3 separate regions of the Sus scrofa genome follow, and regions 1 and 2 are each linked to region 3. A link is a contact called in public Hi-C and HiChIP or PLAC-seq data. All regions are on one chromosome and are shown on one strand. The core of a region is the stretch at or near the end of the contact, and the rest is flanking DNA. Distances in the headings are between cores, read along the strand shown. Region 1 overlaps LOC102158524 (a long non-coding RNA gene). Region 2 holds the start of SIMC1 (SUMO-interacting motif-containing protein 1). Region 3 holds the start of FAF2 (FAS-associated factor 2).

What was found. Hi-C and Micro-C count contacts between places; a contact is called where the count stands out from the background. HiChIP or PLAC-seq counts read pairs in DNA pulled down with a chosen protein or histone mark.
Region 1: a Hi-C map of skeletal muscle shows a contact between it and region 3, with 4 times the contacts expected there. The contact joins the enhancer-like site here to the promoter of FAF2 in region 3. A contact is called at or near these places in 1 of 5 promoter capture datasets (liver), 5 of 47 Hi-C or Micro-C datasets (embryonic fibroblasts, mesenteric adipose tissue, skeletal muscle and 1 more) and 2 of 2 datasets of contacts at active chromatin or transcription factors (alveolar macrophages and skeletal muscle).
Region 2: an H3K27ac HiChIP or PLAC-seq map of alveolar macrophages shows a contact between it and region 3. The contact joins the promoter of SIMC1 here to the promoter of FAF2 in region 3. A contact is called at or near these places in 1 of 5 promoter capture datasets (liver), 7 of 47 Hi-C or Micro-C datasets (fetal heart ventricle, fetal liver, heart right ventricle and 4 more) and 2 of 2 datasets of contacts at active chromatin or transcription factors (alveolar macrophages and skeletal muscle).

What each region holds. Positions count from the first base shown.
Region 1 is chr2:81,634,108-81,638,059 of Sscrofa11.1, reverse strand. The region is part of intron 2 of LOC102158524 (a long non-coding RNA gene); the gene reads right to left. Among named protein-coding and RNA genes, the nearest start is that of SIMC1, 22 kb to the right of the region's middle. Within about 2 kb of position 1,924, at least 2 of the 83 cell types and tissues checked have an H3K27ac peak or open chromatin away from gene starts, as enhancers often do. A contact at or near this core is called in skeletal muscle, where this site is marked.
Region 2 is chr2:81,612,337-81,615,936 of Sscrofa11.1, reverse strand. SIMC1 (SUMO-interacting motif-containing protein 1) reads left to right here and starts at 2,235. Exons shown (of 10, transcript XM_005661476.3): 1 at 2,235-2,508. The coding sequence starts at 2,380.
Region 3 is chr2:81,451,979-81,455,551 of Sscrofa11.1, reverse strand. FAF2 (FAS-associated factor 2) reads left to right here and starts at 1,280. Exons shown (of 11, transcript XM_003123660.4): 1 at 1,280-1,406. The coding sequence starts at 1,344.

The sequences.
Region 1 (3,952 bases), core at 675-3,174, 180 kb before region 3:
CGATGTCATTTCTACCAGGCGAGGTTACACATTCACATGCTCCAGGGACTCTGAGTCCACCTCCTCTCCATCCAGGCCCTTTCCAGCAAGCTCAGCTAACAAGAGCTTACCTCCTCCTGCCCCTCCTTCCCACGTGCATGCACAGCCCTGACTTTCACTCCACTTGTTCCCAAGTGTGCCATCCATCCTGGGAAAAAAAAAGCAGCCCTCACATCTCTCCTCTGGACCTCCCACCACGCTCGGGCTGTGATGGATAAGTCTCCTCCCTGCACAGCGCCTTCTCCCGGAATGATGAACGCAGCTCGCTCAGCTTAGGCACATGGAGCCGAGAAAGCTGGCGGACTGATGGCCTGTCTCTGTGGGCAGCCTGGGCTCATGTTAGAAGCTGCTCCTCCTCCCACGGAAGGGATATATGACCATCTCCTGTGTGTCAGGTGCCGTGTCAGATGCATCACTATCACTTATCTAAGTATAGTTGATTTACAATATTGTATTAGTTTTTGGTATAGAACAAAGTGATTCAGTTATCTCGGTATATATATTATTTTTTCATATTCTTTTCCATTATGGTTTATTACAAGACATTGAATGTAGTTCCTTGGGTTATACAGTAGTACCTTGTTGTTTATTTTATATATAGTAGTTTGTAGCTGCTAATCTCAAACTCCTAATTTATCACCTTACCCAGCTTTCCCTTTTGGTGATCATAAGTTTATTTTCCATGTCTGTGAGTCACTTTCTGTTCTGTAAATAAGTTCATTTGTATCATATTTTAGATTCCACAAATAAGTGATAGATATAATATTTATCTGTCTCTCTGGCATACTTTACTTAGAATGGTAATCTCTAGGTCCATCCATGCTGCTGCAAATGGCATTATTTCCTTCTTTTTATGGCTGAGTAATATTCCGTTGCATATATACACCACAGCTTCATTATCCATCCATCTATTGATGAACATTTAGGTCACTTCCATGTCTTGGCTATTGTAAATAGTGCTATGAATACTAGGGTACATGTATCTTTTCAAATCAGAGCTTTCTCCAGATACATGCCCAGGAATGGGACTTCTGGGTCATATGGTAACTCTGTTTTTCATTTTTTATGGAAGTTCCATACTGTCCTCCATAGTGGTTGTACCAATTTACATTCCCATCAACAGTACAAGGAAATAACCCTCTTTCTTAGCTGTTCCCAGGGGCTGGAGAATAAGCTGTCTAGGACTGTGTGCCAAAGGAAAAAAGGTAGTGGAACATGACCTTGATAGTCAGCTGAGGCTGCCACAAACTGGCAGCCTCTTCACTGGTGTGGGTATTAATAATTTTCCTATTGCTACTGTTACCCTTAGTTAAAAGTAATGAACCTCCTCTTGTTTCAGTGATAAGTGGCAATGTTTGCTACTTTTACTTTTCACATATCCAGAGGAGAAAGTAAAAGAATCCATAGGAGTTCCCATCATGGTTCAGCAATAATGAACCCAACTAGTACCCATGAGGACGCAGGTTCAATTCCTAGTCTCGCTTGGTGGGTTGAGAATCTGGCATTGCCATGAGCTGCGGTGTAGGGTCTCAGACACACCTCGGATCTGGCATTGCTGTGGCTGTAAGCTGACAGCTGTGGGTCTGATTGGACCCCTAGCCTTGGGAAATTCGGCCTTAAACACATACACACACAAAATATCCATAATGACGGGGAGGGGCTGTCACTAGGTCAAATAATGCCTGGAACAAACCTTTTCCATTTTATCACAATGCCAAGGGGATGTTCACAGAAGTGGAGCCACAAGCAGCCATTAAATGACAGATGCTTGCAAATTCATCCAAGTTTACTCTCGCTGACCTTTCACTGAAACCTTAAGTGTCCCCCAGGCATCTGAACAGCAATATCCTGCCAGCACAAAGTGGCAGCAAGCTGGTTTGCAACATCCTTCAGGGAAAGTGGGAGCTGGCTATTCCCAGGAAGGTGCAAGTTAGTCCTCTGAGAATGAACACATGGCTCCATCCCTCCCTAACCTTGGCCAAGAGTCAACTTCTCAGAGCCATGTCAATCTGTAAAATGAGAAGCAACACTTGCAGAGACAGACTAGCCTGCTACAATAGAAGGCATATAGGCTTTTAGACAAATCTGGATCTGAGTACTGTCATTGAGTAACCTTGAGTTACTTAATTTCCCTGAAGCCCTAAAACAATGGTAACCCAGTCTGAGAGAGATCTGTGGTGACAACTGAGTAGCAGCTTCTATAAAATGCTTGTTACAGCACCAGGCACAGAAGGCACACCTAATAAATGAAAATAGTCTATTAACCGTTACTGGCTTTTTGCTTACATTTGGCCTACAATATTGCTAACAACTCTATTGAATACTGTGCATGATTTATCATGTCATACTTGCTTTGTCTATGCCCCCAAAGATTTCTATGATGATAAAACAAACTAATATATATTTTATATGCACATATGAGTACAGAAAAAGCTATGAAAAGATATGCACCAAAATGTAATGGTTATCACATAGAGCTGTGATTATGGATGATTTTGTTTGTTTGTTTTACCTGCCTTCTCAAGAATTTCTAGAAGCTTCTCTTATGAATGTTTTGGTTTTGTCTTCTTTTTTTTTTTTTTCTTTTTTTTTTTTTTTTGTCTTTTGTCTTTTGTTGTTGTTGTTGTTGTTGTTGTTGCTATTTCTTGGGCCGCTCCCGCGGCATATGGAGGTTCCCAGGCCAGGGGTCGAATTGGAGCTGTAGCCACCGGCCTACACCAGAGCCACAGCAATGTGGGATCCGAGCCGCGTCTGCAACCTACACCACAGCTCACGGCAACGCTGGATCGTTAACCCACTGAGCAAGGGCAGGGACCGAACCCGCAACCTCATGGTTCCTAGTCGGATTCGTTAACCACTGCGCCACGACGGGAACTCCCTTAAAAGGTATTTTAAAAAAGAAGACAAAACCAGGAGTTCCCGTCGTGGCGCAGTGGTTAACGAATCCGACTAGGAACCATGAGGTTGCGGGTTCAGTCCCTGCCCTTGCTCAGTGGGTTAACGATCCAGCGTTGCCGTGAGCTGTGGTGTAGGTTGCAGACGCGGCTCGGATCCCACATTGCTGTGGCTCTGGTGTAGGCCGGTGGCTACAGCTCCAATTCGACCCCTGGCCTGGGAACCTCCATATGCCGCGGGAGCGGCCCAAGAAATAGCAACAACAACAACAACAAAAGACAAAAGACAAAAAAGACAAAAAAAAAAAAAATGCAAAACCATAAAATCTCCCTGTAATAACAATTTTAGAACTCCTAGACTTGGATCCACTTTCATTAAATGCTGAATTCTCAAAATTATATATATGTATGTATATATGCATATATATTTACATACTATATTTTTAGATTTTTGTATATTAAATTTTTCATTTTAAAATTAAAATTAGATATTAAAAACTCCATATTTATCCCTACCCACACCACTGAATTTTGATATAGCCAAGCTGTAGCAAGCCTAACAAAGTCACTCCTAAGGAAAGGTTATAGACACTAACAAAACCCCTCTCTCTCCAAGCCCTGAGATAGAATTTCAAGAGGTCCTCAACCAAAGCCTAGTTGATTGGCCTGCAACAGCTAGCCAATCAGCCCACAATAACTCTATACCATCATTCTCAAAAGAGGGGCCTCCTTCACGCTGGGGAAATAGGAAGTCCACAATTTTCTGCTGCTTGAAAAGACACTCAGGCAGTCCATTTGCAAATACTTAAGATGCCCACCAACTTCAAGAGAAGAGACCAGACTAATTACACAAAGGAAGGCCTCTCTCTGCCAGGCCCTTCTCCCTATGCCAAGTCTTCCTACCCAGCATAATTAGGATATCCAAACAATTTCACAGTTTCTGCTTTCTGACTGCTGTCGTGTTTGCCATCTTGATTGGCAAAGGCAAATGCCAGCAGAGGCTTTTGAGATGGCAATCC
Region 2 (3,600 bases), core at 986-3,485, 160 kb before region 3:
AAGACTGGATAAGAGGCTAAGACAGTAGATTGGGCCAGAAGTGATCTCAGCTTGCCTAGAACCATAACAGTAGAGGCGGAAAATAGTAAGTGCAAGAAACACTTAGTGGGTAAGACAGACAGAATTTGTTGATGAAGAAAGGATAGAAACCAAGCATAAATCTCAGATTTCTTACTTGAGCAATTGCTGGCTGTTGGTATGACCAGCTACTGAGGTAGGGAACACAGAGGAGAAGTGGGCTTTATTTTTGGAGGGTGGGGTAGGGGAAGTTGAGTTTAGTTTTAGACATACTCAACTTGAGATGCCTATGAGATTCAGTAGACATTTGAAAAGTACATCTGGAGCTTTGAGGACTGGGCTGGGCTGGAGATAAACATGTGGGAGTCACCAGAATAAAAATTATCATTAAAGCATGGGAATGATTGAGATTGTGTAAGGAGTAGTACATGAAGGTCATGAAAACACCATGATTTAAAGGAGTGAGTTCCAGCCATAAAAAAGAACAAACTAATGCCATTTGCAGCAACATGGATGGAACTAGAGACTCTCATACTAAGTAAGTCAGAGAAAGACAAATACCATATGATTATCACGTACATCTGGAATCTAATATAAGGCACAAATGAACTTTTCCACAGAAAAGAAAATCATGGACTTGGAGAAAAGACTTGTGGTTGCCAAGTCTGCCAAATTCCTGACAAGGGGAGGAGGGAGCGGGATGGACTGGGAATTTGGGGTTAATAGATGCAAACTACTGCCTTTGGAATGGATAAGCAATGAGATCCTGCTGTATAGCCTGGAAACTATATCTAGTCACTTATGATGGAGCATGATAATGTGAGAAAGAAGAATGTATATATGTATGTGTGACTGGGTCACCTTGCTGTACAGTAGAAAATTGACAGAATACTGTAAACCATCTATAATGGGAAAAAAATCATTAAAAATAAATAAATAAATAAATAAAGGAGTTAGAGCAGCAAGTGTCAGCTGAGACTGAAAAGAAGTAGTAACAGAGGTAAAGAGTACCAGAAGCCTAGATAAGTTAAATAAGCTAAATGTTTAATCGCATTTGGTGAAGACAATGAATCTCTTCACCACAAAGATGGTTTCACACCATCAGAACATCCGAAACCAGTGGGCCACAGACCAGTGGTTTTCATTGCGTGGTCCTCAGAACAGCAGCATCCACATCACCTGGGCACTTGTTAGCAATGAAAACTGGGCAGCCTCACCTCATACCAACTGAGTCAGAATCCTGGGGTTGGGCGTGGCAATCTGTGTTTTAACAAGCCTCTGGGTGATTCTGATGCTTACTAAAGTCTGAGAATTGCTGCTCTAGGCAGTGCTAAAAGAGCACCTGATAACAATTGCTTAAGAAACCAATCCCCTTTGCATAAACACGTTTTCCTTTGGATCTCTTAATACGTTTCACCAAATTGCTAGAGCCTGAGCAGCAACATTCTGTGTCCACCCCACGTTTATTGTAACACAGATCCCATCTGGTCCTCTGACTACCTACCACTTCTCCCTCCACTGGGTATATCTTTTTTGCTCACTCCTAACATGTAATTATTTATGATGTTTGCTCCTTCATCGCTTCTCTCTGTGCATTTTTTCAATTTCTGATCCTGCTACCAACTGAACAAATCTCTAAATCTCACGGTTTAAATTTGTGAGCGACATAGATTGTTGGTGAAACCGCACTGGTACAACTTGGGGGAGTCATTTGGCATCATTTATTGAAACAACAGAAACATCGCCTTTGACCCAGTAATTAGACTTCCAAGAATTGATTCTACAGAGGTACCTGCACATGTGTACAAAGAAGTGAAGCCTCTCTCCCCACACTCGGCCAGAGGCCAGCTCAACCACTCTCAGTCGGTGGCAAGGCCACCCTTTACGCCGCCAGTCCGAGGCCAGGTCCTACCCGGAGGGCCTCTCTCCCGGGGTCTCAGTTCACACCTCACTTCCCACTTCAGTCAGCAGCTGGGGAAGTTCTCACAGCCTCACCGTTCCGCGCGACCGCCCCCAACACCGGGCCAAGCCGGCTGCGACTTGATTTTCTCTCTCTCTCTCCCTCTTTTTTTCTCCTGAGTAACGAAGGACGAGGGCCACCGCCAAGCCCCGTGACCGCGGCTCCGACCGAGCGGAAGGCTACCCGCAGCCAGGGGGAGGGGCTCCGACGGGGCGGGGCCTGGCCGACGGGGCGGGGCTCGGGGCGGGAAGGGGCGGGGCGCAGGGTGATGGCCCAGGTTGTCGCCGCCGCCGCCGCTGCCGCCGCCTCAGCCACAGGAACTGAAGTCGCCGCCGCTCCCTTAGCTGCCGCCTCCTGGGTCGCCGGCCGCCCGCGCGCTGGCTCGGCCGGGACCCGCAGCCATGGAGGACTTCATCGTGATCTCGGACGACAGCGGCTCCGAGAGCTCCGGGGGGAATCGCTCCGGCCGGGCACGGAGGCTCCGCCGGGCCCTGTCCCGGACCCCTGGCACGCTGCCCCGCCGTACCGTGGTGAGTGAGCGAGCCGCCTCTCGCCCAGCCCCGCCTGGGCTGGAGCGCCGCCCCTACTAGGGATACCCGCGGCCCGGCCTGCCGCCTCGGGCTGCCCCGCGGCCCGCCCCTGGGCGCCTCACAGCTGCAGCCGCTTCCCGCCTTGCCGCCTTCCCGGCGTGTCCCGCCCCGAGGAGCGCGTCGGGCCCGGGCCGGGGTAGCCAGGCCTCCCGCGCTCCGGGCTCAAGCCCGAGCAGGCTGAGGCTGGAGAGTGGGGGCCGAGCACATGGAAGAGGTCCTGGCGCGCCTGGTGGTGGGGGTGCTGGAGCCCACAGCGGGCGGAGGCCGGGCCGCAGGCTTCCCCGATCTTTGGCAGGACCGGTGGCTGGGGGTCCGTGGGGACGCGAGGTCCTGAACCTCGAGGCGGGGACGCGGGAGCGTGTAATTGTTTGGCTTGTGGTGGGTACAGATGTATGCAGGGGAGGTAACAGGAGCCCAGGCTCGGAGGGAGGGAAGCCAGGGCCTGGGCCAGATGGTGGCTGCGCTCCAGGGCCTGGCAGCGGAGTGAGGGGCCCGATTTTGGAGTTGTGCGGGGGGCGGGGGGGTGATTTATTTCGCTGAGCAAACATTCACCAAGCTCTAAAGGGAGGGAAACATCTCTCACGATTTCTTTTTCCTTCAGGCTCCTTAGTCTTTGTCCTTCCTGAGGTGGTGAATAAAACATCTATGTCCCTGCCTTTCTAGAATCCTCCACAGATATTTATTGAACCCCTACTTTGAGCCAGATGCCCTAGGAGCTCGGAATATGATGGAGAACACAGCATCCGTGGCTCCTGTCATAGAAGGTGATAATCAACAAGTGGCTATTGAGTACTCAAGGGATGGGAGACGGCGTTCTCTCAGGAGACTCAGCATCAGACTTCCAACAATCTTCCCAGCCGCCCAAAGCCACACCCCAGAAATAACAGAATTGTCACGCTGACGTCATTTGTAAAGGCCTTCCTTCATATGCAAATACACCGTCCATACTAATCTAGTTTCTGCTTCTCCAGTCCCCTTCCCACAGAGAGCCACTTCTGTGTCCCAGGTGTAGTTAGTGCTAAATCTAGGAGG
Region 3 (3,573 bases), core at 31-2,530:
GGCTGAGTGCCTGGCTAGGAGTTAGACAGGTAGTCAGTGGAAAAGTGGTCACCAGACCGTGACCCCTCTGCCCCCCAAGGCCTTTTGGATGGTGAACAGAGAAGGCAAATGGTAGGAGAAAAGAAATGGCAATGAAAATGGGAGCTCTAAAGAGGGCTGGCAGGTTAGAAGTGGCAAGGAAATTGCAGAAGGCAGCAGACATCGAGGGGTGGGGATAGGGCAGTGAAAAGGGTGAGCCACTGCTTCTAAAATGAAGGAGCTGAGGCAGCATATCTGGGGCTGTTGCTGAACCTCATTCCACCAACAGCAAAACGGAGACTGGAAAGGAGGTGGTTTGCCCAGGGACGTCCAACACTCTGCCAAGTGGACACCAGAACCTAGTCTCCTGATCCCATTCTGGGACTTTTTTTTTTTTTTTGCTTTTCAGGGTAGCACCAGCAGCATATCATAAGGAGGTTCTCAGGCTAGGGGTCCAATCGGAGTTACAGCTTCCTACACCACAGCCACAGCAACGCCAGATCCCAAAACGCAGCTCACGGCAACGCAGGACTTCACCCACTGAGCGAGGCCAGGGATCGAACCTGCAACCTCATGGTTCCTAGTCGGATTCATTTCCGCTGAGCCACGATGGGAACTCCAGCTCTTGGACTTTCCCTTCTGTCGGTCACAGGGAAGATGGGCCAGTGGGCAAAGGGACCCGAGAAGGCCTGAGGTACGCAGATGCAGAGGGCAGGAGGTGTGGACTCAAAGCTCTAAGGCTGGCAGCGCCACTAACCATCAAAGACCCGTGTGGCTGAGCCCAAAACAATTTTCACACCTCCCACAGCCTCCGGTTCGAAGGCTGCGTGGGAAATGCCTTCCACCCCCACCATTGTATTCGGGGACTTTTGGAACCTCCCTATAGTTTGTCAGGGGCTTCTGGAAACATGACGGCAGGAATCAAGTATCAAACAGCCGATATTTGCGAACTGCCACAATTTCCTAAGAAACATTGCGGGGCGTGGGGGCAACCGAAAGCTGCCGAGTGGCTTTCGGGACCTCTCGGCTCTCTGCAAGCTATTCCAGAGTCCAAGTCTCTGTTAGGTCTGTTCCTAAGAGCGATTTGTACAGTCTCTCGACAATTTCCGGAACCGTTCGAGATCATCCCGAGAATGGCGCCCTCTGGCGGCAGGAATTGCCAGCATTCTCCGCACCCCCCACCCCGTGGCGGGGCGGGGGTGTGTGCCGGCACGCGCAGACGCAGTTGCGTGCTGGAGGCCGTTCAGACCGGATGTGGTTGCTGCTGAGGTCACTTCCGGCGGGTGACGGTGCGGACGGGTCAGAAGCGTAGAGGCGGCGGCAAAATGGCGGCGCCTGAGGAGCGGGATCTAACCCAGGAGCAGACCGAGAAGCTGCTGCAGTTTCAGGTAGCAGCGAGTACTCGGTACAGCGAATGTCGCCGCGTGCTAGAGAGTGGGTCCCTAGAGGAGCCCAGAACCCTGTTCAGATTGGGCCCGAGATTCTTCTCAGACCAGCAGGCGGCCCCCTCCCCCCCAGACGCCAACTGCCCTGCTGCCCCCGGCCCCCGAGCCTCTTGTCGGTCCCCGGCCTTTCGGGAATGGTTGCAGCCACGCCCGCTTTCCTCATTCTCTTCTCAGAGGGTCAGCTTCCCAGGTTCCCCTTAGCTGAATCCGTCCTTAGCCAGCCTTTTCATCCCGGTTACCGGTCGGACCCTGTTGGCCCAACGACTCTGACGGTACTGAGATGCTTAATCCCCACTGCGGAGTTGGCCTCGCTTCGGGTCTCTGGAAAGCCTCCTACCAGCCTCACATGCCATTTCCACAAACATGTACTCAGGGCCTCTTGGGTGCCAGGTCCTGTGTTGGGAGATCTCCTTAGGGGTGGGGGCAGGCCTGCCCCCCGCCCTAAAGGTGTGGGAGGACACCTCCTAAGGAAATAATGCAGCATTATAAATGTCATCAGTGGCCTCCGAAGGGTTTGTTACCCCTGGCTTATTCCGGGACTCAGTGCTTGACTCTGCTTGAGGAGGGTGGTAAAAGGAATCTGCCTCCCTTTAGTGGATCTTTGGGTTAAGAACTTTTGGCACTGAGCACCTCATCTCTGAGCTGGAGAATCTCGTTGGAGGAGACCTAGGTAACCTTGGCTCTTTATCACCCCGATGGATACTAGTTTCCTTATTTCTAAAATATATATCTTAAAAATGTTTACCCCCTAAGGAAGTTGTGGAGATGCAGTGAGTTTATGGATGTCTGAAGGGCTTTGTACACTGTAACCTGCTCTCAAACAGTATTGCTAATGTTAATCATTATTTAGCTTGGGGTAGAATTAAAGTTAGTGGTACACTTATTTCCTAACACAAAATGTGCTAAATATATTTATTCATTCCACAGTATTTACCAAGACCCTTCCTTCCCAGGCAATAACAATAGGTGGTTAGAATCCCATTTATTTTAAGTACTTTGCTAAAACTTAGCATACATTATAGCACTTAGTCCTACAGTTCTGTGAGATTCACACTGTTAGAATCCCTGTTTTACAAGTGAGGATATGAGGCTTAAGAAGTCACATGCTTAGGTTACACAGCTATTAAGTGGTGGCCTCAGATTTAAAACCAAGTCCATCTTTCTAAGACCTTTCCTGAGCTCTTGAGTGCTCTACAACCTGTGTTAAGTATCATTGTACAACTGAGAGTGAAATGCAGATGCTGTAATATTGTCCTTTCTTTGTTTTTTTTGGCAAGTTCTCTCTTCTGTAATTTCCTTGATTAGATTTCACCGCAGTCAATTTCAAAGAGTTTTTTCTCTTAAATTGAGCAGTGGGTTGGAAATGTATAAATGGGCAACTACTATCATAGAAGTAGTTGGCCTTTGAAGTTTTGCTTAGAGAAATTGATGACACAGCAAGTTAGAATCGTAGTAAATAAAGAGCAGACAGCTAGCTTCCACTTCCTGGTAGACCACTAATTTCAGAGTTTTGTTGAACTTTGGCAGATCATTTTACCCTTTACAGCTCTTAAGGGACAAGCCCCTATATTGTTTGAATGTAATGAGGTGATATGAGTTATAAGTCATGAAGTACTTAGTTTGGACCTGGAAGAACATGAATATGTGGTAGCATTTCTGAGTAAAGTACATAGGAACCTCTATTTTTGTCTTTATTGGGTATTTTCTCTGAGAAAGAGAGGTGAGGGAGTTCCTGTTGTGGCTCAGTGGTTAACCAACGCAACTAGTGTCCACGAGGTCTCAGGTTGGATCCCTGGCCTCCCTCAGTGAATTGGGGATTCAGTGTTGCCCTGAGCTGTGGTGTAGGCTGCAGACGCAGCTTGGATCCACTGCTACTGTGGCTGTAGTGTAGGCCAGCAGCTACGGCTCCCATTCATCCCCTAGCCTGGGAACCTCCATGTGCCTCAGATTCGGCCCTAAAAAGACCAAAAAAAAAAAAAAAAGGAAAATAAGAAAGAGAGGTGAGTAGCAGATTAAAGTTGTAATAAGATTGCTTTATGAAATTGTATTTCATAAAGCAAATGCATTTTACGTTTGTATGCTATTTAAGCAGTTGCTTGGATCAGGTTCA